Linked DNA regions of Mus musculus: regions 2 and 3 are each linked to region 1. A link is a contact called in public ChIA-PET and promoter capture Hi-C data. All regions are on one chromosome and are shown on one strand. Each heading gives the region's core, a stretch centred on a gene start, on an enhancer-like site or on the middle of the called end of the contact. The rest is flanking DNA. Distances are from core to core; before and after follow the strand shown. Region 1 overlaps Sppl2a (signal peptide peptidase like 2A). Region 2 has its middle 12 kb from the start of Ap4e1. Region 3 holds the start of Usp50 (ubiquitin specific peptidase 50).

What was found. Promoter capture Hi-C pulls out the DNA fragments that hold promoters and counts their contacts. ChIA-PET counts read pairs in DNA pulled down with a chosen protein or histone mark.
Region 2: an H3K27ac ChIA-PET map of liver shows a contact between it and region 1, with 5 times the contacts expected there. The contact joins two enhancer-like sites. A contact is called at or near these places in 19 of 39 promoter capture datasets (the 3T3-L1 cell line, 3T3-L1-derived adipocytes, the HPC-7 cell line and 12 more), 1 of 15 datasets of contacts at CTCF or cohesin (stem cell-derived epiblast-like cells), 11 of 484 Hi-C or Micro-C datasets (bone marrow, bone marrow-derived dendritic cells, bone marrow-derived macrophages and 8 more), 7 of 115 datasets of contacts at active chromatin or transcription factors (the NIH/3T3 cell line, bone marrow-derived macrophages, embryonic basal ganglia and 3 more) and 5 of 9 other capture datasets (adipose tissue, embryonic stem cells, liver and 2 more).
Region 3: a promoter capture Hi-C map of liver shows a contact between it and region 1. The contact joins the promoter of Usp50 here to the enhancer-like site in region 1. A contact is called at or near these places in 6 of 39 promoter capture datasets (the 3T3-L1 cell line, 3T3-L1-derived adipocytes, the C10 cell line and 2 more), 4 of 484 Hi-C or Micro-C datasets (bone marrow-derived macrophages, conventional dendritic cells, cortical neurons and 1 more) and 4 of 9 other capture datasets (adipose tissue, embryonic stem cells, liver and 1 more).

Annotation. Positions count from the first base shown.
Region 1 is chr2:126,894,724-126,899,063 of GRCm38.p6, forward strand. All of the region lies in intron 14 of Sppl2a (signal peptide peptidase like 2A), which reads right to left. Among named protein-coding and RNA genes, the nearest start is that of Mir3473g, 5.5 kb to the right of the region's middle. Within about 2 kb of position 2,443, at least 12 of the 459 cell types and tissues checked have an H3K27ac peak or open chromatin away from gene starts, as enhancers often do. A contact at or near this core is called in liver, where this site is marked.
Region 2 is chr2:126,994,306-126,998,612 of GRCm38.p6, forward strand. No RefSeq gene overlaps it. Among named protein-coding and RNA genes, the nearest start is that of Ap4e1, 12 kb to the right of the region's middle. Within about 2 kb of position 2,661, at least 113 of the 459 cell types and tissues checked have an H3K27ac peak or open chromatin away from gene starts, as enhancers often do. A contact at or near this core is called in liver, where this site is marked.
Region 3 is chr2:126,781,866-126,785,804 of GRCm38.p6, forward strand. Usp50 (ubiquitin specific peptidase 50) reads right to left here and starts at 1,595. Exons shown (of 7, transcript NM_029163.3): 1 at 1,355-1,595. The coding sequence starts at 1,422.

The DNA.
Region 1 (4,340 bases), core at 1,193-3,692:
AGCCTGAGCCCTTCCACATGGCTTTTAAGTGAACACTGAACATCTGAGCTCACACCTAATGCTTGTTCAGGAAGCACCATACCAATTGAGCTATCTCCCCTCCTCACCTCATCCCCCTTTTCCTTTTTATTGAAAATAGATTCTTTCTTCATACAATATATCCTGATTACAGTTTTCTCTCCCTCTACATTTCCCAGTTCCTCCCCACACCTCATGATTTAACTGAGCTACTCCTCAGCTGCCACCACCACACCTATTTTTAACTCTAACACTGCAGACACAGAGGCAGGCAAGTTGCTCTGAGTTCAAAGCCAGCCTTATCTAAATGGTTTGGGGCAGGACAGCCAGAGTTACACAGAGAGACCTTATCTCAGAACTAAAGTAAGAGGAACCTTGGGACTAGAGATGATGGTTCAGAGTTTGAAGAGCTCTCAGTTTGGTCCCCAACATGGGCTTTGGTGAGATCACAGCTGCCTGTAACTCTAGTCCTAGGAGGGGATCGCTTGCCTGATGCCACCAAACCTGTACTAATGTGCACATACACACATACATAAACGATTTAAAAATAATAAAAATAGGGGCTGGAGAGATAGCTCAGAGGTTAAGAGCACTGACTGCTCTTCCAGAGGTCCTGAGTTCAAATTCCAGAACTCACACGGTGGCTCACAGCCATCTGTAATGAGATCTGACGCCCTCTTCTGGTGTGTCTGAAGACATAGTGTACTCATATACATTAAATAAATAAATAAATCTTTAAAAAGTAATACTTAAAAAATAATTTAAAAATTCAAAAATAAACCTTAAAAAAAGAATGATGTTATAGAACCAAGCATTTCTTTTACAACACTGCGTAGGTCAATATCATCTTTAACTTTTCAGAAGGGACTTATGGCCCATATGAATGCATTTTCCAGTTCTCCCATTAATTTCTACTTCCCGGTGTGAATATTGTCCTTTGTAGCAGTTGGAATTCCATTTCAAAAGAAGACTGTATGAGGCAGTGTACACTTATGTTGGTGGAAAGCTAAAAATGGTTCCAGAAGTTAGTGTGAAAACACATGCTGGCTCAGCAACATTGTAACCTTATGAAGACAATGTAAGAATAACACATGAAACCCTCTTTAATTCCTCTGTCTCTAAGAGACAAAGAAGACAGCTCTCTATGAGTTCCAGACTAGCCTGGACTACACAGCAAGGTCAAGGCAAGCCAGGGCTACAGAGTGAATCTATCTCAAGACACACACAGCACTCACACAAACACACACTCACATATGCAGACATGCATGCATACGCATGTGTATACACACACACACACACACACACACACACACACACATGCATACACTCACATTCCTCTCAAAAGAAGCAAACAAGAACAACAAAACAACGAAAACCCCACCACTTAAGCAAGTCAAAATATGATACATAAAAGTTTGGAAATATTACATAACAAAAAATCCTAATAAAAATGTAAACCACAGAACACTTAAAACCCCTGAAAACAAATCAAAATGCATTTGTTTACAAAGTTTTAAAAACACATTATAAGTGAATTTTTTCCTTACTTCAATTCTACCCATATTCTATATATTTTTTTCAAAATATATTTGGGAATGAAGGAAATAGGAAGTGCTTAAATATTTAAAATATTTTTATCCTCGTCTTCAGATAAAACTGTGTTAAAATGGAAAAATGTAATATCTTTGTAAAGGTTGTCAAAGACTTTCAGACCAATACATGATTAGATTTCAGTATCAATATATATTTTCTCCTTTCTTTGTTATTGTGAATCAGAAGATGGAAAGTCCAGCAATACAAATGTCCCTATTTTTTTTTCCTAAATACGTTTGGGTTTTGTTTTTTAAGAAGAGATTGTTCCATATAGATTTCTGGACTTGCCAGACAGGGGTGCCTCTGAGTTGAGGCTTTCAGGTGACAGGTGCCTCAACCAATGGGGACACTTTCAGTAAAGCCCACCTGTCAGCAACCACAGTTATAAAGGCCCTGGTCATTTATTTGGTCCTTTATCTACCACAGATAACACCTAGGTTAAAGCAGTTAATAAACTGTTCATAACAGTTATAGGAGAAAAAAATTTAAAGGAATACTTAGCATGTGGGAGCCCTGAATTCCTTTTCTGACAACATAAAAATACACAATAAACTTCAAGGCACTTAAAAACAGACAAAAGCTGATCATGGCAGGTAGTATTAAGCATTCTACAACATGAGACATAGGGTGAAGCTGTGGAATATTTTAGTCACACTTAAAGTTATAGACATGGACATATAGATAAGTAGTTAGGGCCCGTTTTTCTGACAAAAGGCCAGAGGTGTGAGGAGACCCATGGTAGCATAGAAGGGACCATAGCGGGTGGGGTAGACACACTGCTTTCCTTCTCTGTGATCTTTGTACCCTGGCAACCGCCCTGAACAGTAAGAGCTATGTGCCCAGCGTTATAACAGGCTTCGGTTTTCCTAATTCTTAGGTATCACACTGGGCACTATAATCCCAGCCCTAAATATAGATATATTAATTAACCAGTCCTGGGAGTACCGGGCTATAATCCTGGCATGCAGGAAGTTGAGGCAGGGGGAATCTGAACCTCAGCCAGCCCGGACTATGCAGTGAGACACTCACCTGTGTCCCCAAAACAAAGCAAAACAAAACCAAAGCGAACAACAACAAGACAATTTCAAGGTCTACTAACTGAAAAGTTAGCGCTGCTACTCCCTAGTCTCCAAGCTTTCAGTAAACACACCACAGCGGTGCACAGAGCAGACTCGAGGGTCAAGAACGTAAAACTCAATACATCAACACAGCCCCAAAAAATTCACTGGCAGAATTGGTATTCCACATCTGTAAGCTGTCCTTTGAAGGGATCAGCTAACCAGGCAGCTGAAGCTCCGCTTGCTTGGAGCTGATTGCCGAAAGCTGTCTAATAAACCAACCCGAGTAACAAGTTCTCGGTCCTCAGTCAGTTTAAGTAGCTTTGAACCCCAACTCGTGACTCAAAGCTTGTGACTTCTAAAAATAATTACAAGTACTAGTGACATTAGCACACACTGTTCACTGGATGCCAACAAGCTGAGCGCCTGCTACCCATTAGAGTAAACAGCCCGTTCAAGCGACTGCATGAACCTCACTGCATTGGATTTACTAGTAGAAACACAAAATACCACTCTCCCCAAACCGTTACGCTCTCTAGGGGAAAAAAGTCATTGATTAACTCTACATTAATTAGAACTCTGGCTTCAGGTAAAGTCAAATAAGTGGAACTGAGTACTGTAGCTTTAGAAGTATCCAGAAAACTGGCTGGCCTTGAAGCTACACAAAAGAATCCGTAACTAATTTTTCTAAAATGATATTATTTTAATGCAATTGTAGAAAAATCCATCTTCTATTCGTGAGAAATTTACAGAGGGGGTGAAAGATTCCAAGGCAAGTATTATAGCACTTACGTGATGACGACTGAACCTAATGCAATCATGCCACCACTGCCATTAAAAAGGGCACAGCTGGATGTACAGAGCTTGCTTGGCATGTGTGAGGCCCCAGGTTCAATCCCGGGACACCTGCTCCCACCACGCCCTGGAGCAAGTCTCCAGTGGAAAGTTCTACACTACAAGTTAAGATTCTCTTATCCAAAATACTTGGGACTGAAAGTGTTTCAGATTTTGAAATTTTTGGTATGTTTGCCTATTCATAAAGAGATATTTTGAGGATAGAATGGATCCAAACATGAAATTAACTTATATTTCGCATACAGCTTATACCCAGAGCCAAAGTTCATGATGTCAGAGGAAAGTACGGCAGCAGGGACACCCGAGCGCTCACAGCTGAGCCACAGGAAGGAGGCAGAAGAAGAGCTAACTGGGAATGGGCCCCACCAGAGCCTGCCACCAATGACACCCACCCCAGCAAAGCCACACCTCCTAGTCCTTCCCAAACAGTTCAACCAATTGTCAGGCAAGCATTTAAGCATGCTGACCTATGAGGGCCATTCGCATTCAAATCACCATACCTCTGAATCTCAGATCTTAGAGCATTTTGAATTTTGGATTAGAGATGTTTTAACTTCTATCACTATCCTTGTACTCAAAACAGATATCTGACATTACAATGAATCAAATTATTAGTATTATTAATAGATTCTGTTTTATTTTACTTCCTTTATGTTTATTTCAAAACGACTAAAAAATGCTGGAACATAGAAAAATAACTATGTATAAAGATTATAGAGAAAGTAGGTCTATTTTGTGTTTTAAAAGTTAATAGTGATAGGGTGGTGGTGGCACATGCCTTTGATCCCAGCACTCGGGAGGCAGAGGCAGGTAGTT
Region 2 (4,307 bases), core at 1,411-3,910, 100 kb after region 1:
TTATCTCATGTGACTCTCATAAAACTTGAAGTCTTAGCCAAGCATTGATATACACAATAAAAAAATACAAAACAAAAACCTGTTTTCCTTCAGGGGCAGCTGGAAGGTTAGTAATATATATATACACATACATGGTAATTAAATCCAGCTTCTAACAAACTTAAAGTTAAATTTTAATGACTTTTTATGGCTGGGTAATAAATTGTATGTAAATGAGACATGGGCAGAGACTTAGTTTATATTACCTGTCAAAGAAGTACGGATTGATGTTCTGGAAAGAAGCCATGGAGATCTGTCCTCAACCTAACTCAGCCACAACTGGTCCTTAGCCAAGTCAGTCAGCTTCACCAGCTGTAAAATATGACTGCCTGGCTTAGGCGCTGTAACTAATATTTGTGTTGTGTCGCGTCTTCAAAGTTCTTTTCTGTGTGTGATCTAACTTAATTATTCAGATCCTACAGGTCAGAAGGATAGTTACTGTTGAGCTCATTATAGAGATGGAGATAGAAAGGCTCGTGAATGTAAAATATGTAATTAGAGTTGTACAGACTGTAAATGGCAGAGGTAGGATTTAGACTTGGCTGTCTGGGCACAGTTCTGTGTAGGTAGTCACCATTGCTACCATCTAAAATGTCTGGCCTAATAAGGTTACATTTAGTCATTGCTCAGTTATGGCCAGACTTTTAAAGGTGCCTTTTAACAGTTTTCAACAGGTACAACATGTTCTTTAGCCTGTGGGACCAAATGCTTTTATGGTTCCATTTCGGGTGGAGCCAATTAACTATTCAGTTAATAGCCACACTTTATAGCTAAGGTAATTGAAAAGCCACATCACACTGGCTGATTTTTTTTTTTTTTTTTTTTTTTTTTGCCACTCCAGCTGCTTTCAAGAGCCCACATTGATTTCTGCCTAGATAGCTTCCAGAATTTCTGGGTCAATATAAAAATTCTTTCTCTCATTACTTGTTACTAATGTGTGAAGAGTCCTAACAGTAGCAACAAAACTTGTAAGTAAACCCTGGCGAGTGTAATAAATCGTGTAGGACTAGAAAAATGCCTCAGTGGGTAAAGTGCCCATCACCCAAGTGTGAGGACCAGATTTCAATCCCCAATGCCCATGTGAGCCAGACATGATGGTAGCGCGTGTCTGAAATCCCAGCACTCTTATGAGGAGATGGGAAGCAGAGACCAGAGAATCCTTGGAAGCTGCTGGGCCAGTCAGGTGTCGTATAAAGCAACTGTCGTATAAAGACAAAATCCAAAGAGGAAAAGATGCAATGTCTGGATTCTCTCACGATAGAGCACATGTGAGCATGGCAGACATATACACAGATAAAAGGCAAAAAAAAAAAAAAAAAAAAAAAGGTATGCTCATGCACTTCCCACTGGAAGTCAGTTCCAAACTTTGATAATTCCTCACAAGCTATTCTTTCTGCAGCTCTCAATTTCCATACGAAGTGAGTAATCTCTGTGTAATAGACCAGTAACATTACAGATTTGGAAATAGACCTAAGGAGACTTTACCAAAACTCATGGACAGGCAAAGGAAGGGAAGATGCAGAGTGGGGGTTATACTAAGGTAGCTGCGTTTCATCAGTAATGTTTTAAAGGTCATTTAAAAATTCTAATACAGCCAGGCATGGTGGCACACGCCTTTAATCCCAGCACTCGGGAGGCAGAGGCAGACGGATTTCTGAGTTCGAGGCCAGCCTGGTCTACAAAGTGAGCTCCAGGACAGCCAGAGATATAAAGAGAAACCCTGTCTCGAAAAACCAAAAAAAAAAAAAAAAAAAAAATCTAATACACTCTTACAAGAAATTTCCACAGACACACATACTACCAATGTACCAATACTAGAGAGTCAGCATAAGTTACCAAGAGGATTTGTAGCTGTGTGGATCTTGATCTGATCTAATCTAGGTATTTCCAAATGTTACGGAAGTATGCGTGAGAGCATAAGAAACTCTATCTGGGGCTAGTGGATGGCTCACTGGGCAAGAGCACTGACTGCTCTTCTGAAGGTCCTGAGTTCAAATTCCAGCAATCACATGGTGGCTCACAACTACCCGTAATGAGATTTGACACCCTCTTCTAGTGTGTCTGAAGACAGCAACAGTGTACTTATTTATAATAATAAGTAAAAAAATTTTTTAAAGAAATTCTATCTGGAGAAAGGTATTTCAAGTATTGACTTATCAAAAAATTGCTTTGTGCTTCTCCTGTGAATTTTAGTCTGAGAGAGAGAAGGCAATAGGAGAGAATAGGATCAACAAATCATAGCCAGGATTGGGGTGCCTGAAATCTAGTCCTAGCACCTAAGAGGAGGTAGAGGCAGGAGGATAAAGCCATGGATTTGAGGCCAGCCTGGTCTACACTGTGAGTTCTAGGAAAGCCAGTGAGAGTCTGATTCAAACAAAACAGGAACTAACAACAAACGCCAAAATAAAAAAGAAAGAAGCCACAAAATAGAGGATAGAAGATAATAGTCATTAACTTATCCAGAGACAGAGTCTTTGAAGGCAAGCCCCACATATTCTGTAGAAAAACAAGGCCTTCCTACTGTTTATTATTGAGTACCGCACTTACAAACGGTCTATTTTGGTTTACTTCCTCTTTGGAATGATCCTGGCCTTGGGATCCAGTTGGCTTTCTTTTCTTTCTCCTCTGAGTATAGACGGTCATCTAGTGACAGCAGAGAGAACTGCAGCTACCCTCCAGCTATTGAGGAAGCTTGTTGGATCTGCAATGAAAGGAGTTAGGTTGGCATTATTCACCACAACAGAGACCACCTTGTTTGTTTGTTTGTTGTTTTGTTTTTCGAGACAGGGTTTCTCTGTATAGACCTGGCTGTCCTGGAACTCACTTTGTAGACCATGCTGGCCTCAAACTCAGAAATCCGCCTGCCTCTGCCTCCCGAGTGCTGGGATTAAAGGTGTGCGCCAACACGCCCGGCATCAGAGACTACCTTAATACTGCCATCTGTAAGCCTGTCTCCTAAGCACTCCTCCTACCAAAGGCCACTTTATAACATTGTCTTCTTGTGTCCCTCTTCCCTGAGAGAGTATCTTAAGATCAACTTAACAACAGGCTTTGTAACACTGTATTCTTGTGGGTCATTGATACTACCTCAAAAGCTAGATTTGGAATACCTTCTTCTTGTACATAGCCTCCAACAGAGACACCTCTTTTTTCTTCATTATTTTAAATTCCTTTTATAACTTTTTGAGAGCTTTGCACATGAGCATTGAGTCTCTATCCACTCCTTGCCTTTCCTCATCCGTCAAACTGCTCCAGTGTCTATCCCTCCCAATGCATGGCCTTGTCTTTATTATTTTTACATATACATATATAAATACATATGTGTATGCATCCTCTGAGGGCATTCAGCATTGCTTATATGTACAATTATCTCGAGTTGACCACTTGGGATTGCACATCCTATGCAGGGCTGGCTCTCCTGGAGGAAAGTCATTCTCTCTTTCAGCAACTATTGGTCATTGTAGCTCTTCTAGGCGTGGGTCCATATGGAACATCCTGTGTCCACATTGGCATGTCAGCTGATGTTGTCTTTAGCCAGTCTTCACACAATCATTAGTGGGTGCATTTGCCCTGTCATGCTTAGGGGATACTATCTAGTAACAAGTGTCCTGGACCATGAGTCTTATAGTCTTTCTGCCCCTTCTATGATTTTCCTTGAGCCTTGGGCGTAGGGCTTGTTTTGAATACGTGTCAGTTGGGGTTGGACACCCCACAGATCTGTAATCTCTGCGTTTTGACCAGGGTGGGTCTCTGTAATAGTCTCCATCTGTTACATAAGAAAGCTTCTTTGATGGGGTGTGAGAGCAACTCTTATCTTCAAGGTTCAAGGAAGAGTTTAGGATAAAGTTAGAAATTACATCGGTTTAGGAAAAAGGCAGGATTAGGGTCTCCACTCGGGTCTATGAGCTCTCTGGCCACGGGTAACCAGTTGGCTAGGATTACAGTACCAAAAGTGGATTTCTGCCCATTGAGAAACCCTGGATGTCCTGGAACAATCCAATTAGACAGCCATGGTTACAAGATAAAAGCGACTATTGACCATGCGAGCTATCTTGCTTTGTTATGCCTATGGTCCTTGGGTTTCACAGCTGGATAGGCCTATAGATTGCTCCTCTCACTGGGCAGCTTGTTTAGCACCTGCATGTGTCGGAGCTAGTCCTCTGCAGGAGGCGCCCATCTCAGTTCCAGTTCAATTTCTCCAAGTCTGTGTCTGAAGTGTGTGGTGTCTTCAGCAATAAGGTCTTGCCTTCAAGTTCTGGAAGTCAACC
Region 3 (3,939 bases), core at 345-2,844, 110 kb before region 1:
TATATATGCATACATATGTGTGCATACATGCACATTGCTACGCTAATAACTGATTATATATATTTATGATTAGGGTTCTTATGTTTGCTCATTTATAACACAGAAACATTCAGCATGAGAAAGTGTCCTTGGCCTGTGTGAGGCACTGGCTTTGGCCTCAAGCTCCTGATCCCCCAGCAAAACAAGGAACACTACCTCTTCCTGGCAGGGTTACTGCGAGGGCCATGCAGGTGCCATGCAAGGTGCTTAGCTTAGATCACATAATAAATGATATCTTTTAAAAGAATACAACATAGCCAGTTATTGGTGGTGCAAACCTTTGATCCTAGCGTTCAGGAGGCAGCAGCAGGGGGGATCTCTGAGTCTGAGGCTAACCTGGTGTACAGAGTGGGTTCTAGAACGAATAGCTAAGGCTACACAGAGAAACCCTGTGTCCAAAAAAAGACAAGTGTATATTTATACACACACACACATATGTATATATACTTATATACACATACACATGTGTGTATATATGTCTATGTGTGTATGTATATATGTATATATACATCTATGTACCTGTATAGTATGTATACACGTATATTTACATGTATACACACATATATACATATATATGTATACACACATATACAGATATACGTGCATACACACACACACACACACACACACACACACACAGCTTGGGTTCTGAAGAGATGGCTCAGCAGTTAAGAGCATTTCTGCTGTTCTTTCAGAAGATCCTGGCTCACTTCCCAGCAACCACATGGCAGCTCACAACCATTTGTGTCTCCAGTTCCAAGGGATCTAATGCCCTCTTCTGGCCTCCAAGAGCACTGCTTTGGTGTGCTTAAATTGTCAGCAAAGCATTCATATACATAAAATAAAATCTTTAAAAGAATAAATGACTTAATGTGGAGAGACGGGACTGGAGCATCTGCCCAGCATGCAGAGATGGGAAATACTGCAGGCTCCAGGAGGCCTCCTTGATCTGCACAGCTCCCTCTTATCTGACCGATTCAGTAGGGCCGCTCACCACCTTTGTCCTTTATTACCTTTCTTCCCACAGACTGAATCTGAAATCCAGGCCCCACCGCTCAGCGGCCTCACTCAGTGCCTCTGCTCAGTTTCACCCATCTGAAAAGTGTGCCATTCTCACTTTTACTCAGTGATGTCACGGAGGCCCTGAGCTGACTGATCAGGGAGTACATGTATGTTATCTCTTCTGGGTCCTTCATGGGTCAAATCTGGCAGAGCCCTCCCAAATGCAACAGGTGCCATGCCCCCTCTAGGTAAGCCCTCCCCCAGCCCCCCACTCCTGAGGTTATCTATAAAGGCACAGGACATAGAGGCTCACAGGTTGTAGTAGGCACCGAAGTCGTCTGCAGGGACCGGCCGATGAGACGCCATGTCAATGAAGCACATCAGGCTTTCACTTCTACTCACGAGCTACCTTTGATCCTTTTAACTTCATTTCTCCAGGACTGCTCCCTGGCTTGTTTTTGGTTTTGAACCGTTTGAATGCCCCCCTCCCCCCTTTGTGTTGTTGCTGTCTGATTTCACTTGACTCAGGCCCAGTTCTTCTTGGATCCTCCCCTGCATCACAATTGTCACCCTTCATACCAAGGTTCTAACGTGTTGTCAAGGGATACCATTATTTGTTTGTTTGAAATGCTTCTGAAAGATCAACTTTCTGAGAACGAATTGTCCACATCACAGCTCTCCCTCTATTTCTGGGTTTCTCACACACAAGCACACAGAGATGTTCACCCTCTGGATTTGGGGACAGTGTGTGGCAACACTGCTCCCATGAACCCTAGAGGGACATCTCTTCCCCTATGGAGGAGGTAGTGAGATTTTTCTCATCCCGATGCATACACAGTGAGGTCACCAGAATTGTTTATTCTTGGGATGGAGACACAGCTGGATATGGGCACATACCCATAGTACACAGGCTGTTAGGGTTTTACTGCTGTGGACAGACACCATGACCAAGGCAACTCTTCTAAGGACAACATTTAAATGGGGCTGGCTTACAGTTTTAGAGGTTCAGTCCATTATCATCAAGGTGGAGAACAAGGGCATGTCCTGGCAGACATGGTGCAGGAGGAGCTGAGAGTTCTATATCTTCATCTGAAGGACACTAGAAGACTGGCTCCCATGTAGTTAGGAGAAAAGAATCATTGCCCACCCCCACAATGACACATTTCCTCCAACAAGGCCACACCTCCTAATAGGCCAAGCATATTTAAACCACCACACAGGCTTATTATAGGATTTACAAGCTGTGGCCTCTGGGGCACACATGGTTTTCTGAACTCAGACTTTTCCACTGGAGGAAAAGGATGGCATCCTCAGTTCTAACTAAAAGCATGGGGCTGTGACCTGGGAAAGCACCCGTGCTGGGGCCTTGCCTCTGGAGTGCCTAGTTGCTGCTGGCCTGCTCTCTGAGCAGATCTACTGGGTCAGCCAAGCACCAGCAGAGAGCAGGCAGAGAGCCCTTAGGATCAGTTTATCCCAGGTAGGGTACTGAAGACAGGCTGAAGGAAAAATACTCTCAAAGTCCAACTTCATAGAGCAATGAGTTTCAGTGGGGTCAGTTAGGGCATATGGGTGGAGAGATCAGGAGCAAATAGGACTCAGCTGTGTCACCGAAGACCCCAGTATGAGTGACAGCTCATGAAAGCTGGGCTCCAGGAGCACACACAGCCTGCAGGCACTCAACAGATTGCAGTGTCCTTTCTAGGCCTTTTAGTCGTAAGCCACACACTGCAACACACACCACATGACATCGATCTCTCTCACACACTATGCCAAACCACCCGGCAACACACACAATGACTAAGAAATATACATTAGATCCATAATGATGCCCCTCTGTGTATGTGCATATATGTATTGAGAATCAGAATTCACACCAATAGTCACAACCTTTCTAGATTTATTTTCCCTTCCTATACAATCTAACTCTAACTGGGAGACACCTAGCTTCTGACAGCCCTAGCATAGCTCCTGTCTCATCAGTCCTCAATGCTGTGTTCCCACTGCCTAGCACGTGACATTCCTGCCTCATCTGCACACCAGGGCACCACTGCCCACAGCTCATACAGCTCACACTAAAGTAAGAGGGCTGCTTCTTAATTTTTCCTTATCTCTTTGGTGGCTTGTTTTAATCTGCCCCTCTTAGATATTTCTTTCTAGTCATCTGAAAATTGTGCAGTACTTTCAAAATCTACACCCATGTATTTTAAATATTTTGACAATATGAAAGTGCAGTCTATGCTCTTTTCACATATTTATGTTAAGCTAAAGTTGAGTAGCAAGGGTGACTATGTTATTCCAATCCACTTGGTTTTTATGCTATGGGTGATACATAATGGATTTTTGTGAAAACGTCAATGTTAATCTGCTAGTGAGGTTGGAAGGTAAGGAATTCTGTGTGATGTAACAACAGAAACTGCTGTGTCTTGGCAGGTGAGAATGCTCCATGGTTAAGCATCCTTGATGCTGCAGCTTAGCTTCTTCCTGCTGGATCAGGAATTAAAGTGCCAGGCACTTTCCTTGTTGCCGCTCTGGCACAGTTACAAAGAACCTGTAAAGCAGGGCTGCACCACCACCCGAACTCCATACCGTCCTTCGCAGCCTGTGCAGTCCTTTGTCCTTTGCATTGCGGGTTGAGACCCCTCTTCTCGTGGGCTTTTCTAGAAACTTACAAGGAATGTTTTAATAAAAGGTGAGATGAGGTGCAATGACTTGGAGGTGACTGGGCTACTTCGCCTCTAGGGATATAGAACCCCTCTCACAATTAGTGATAAAACCTTGTAAAAGCCCCCAGCATATAACCCAGTGGGCAGATCCTCCCTGCTCAACCAGCCTTCCTTCCCTCCTCAGTCTCTCTGGGATGATAAATTTATACTTAAACTGCATCATGGCTGAATTATT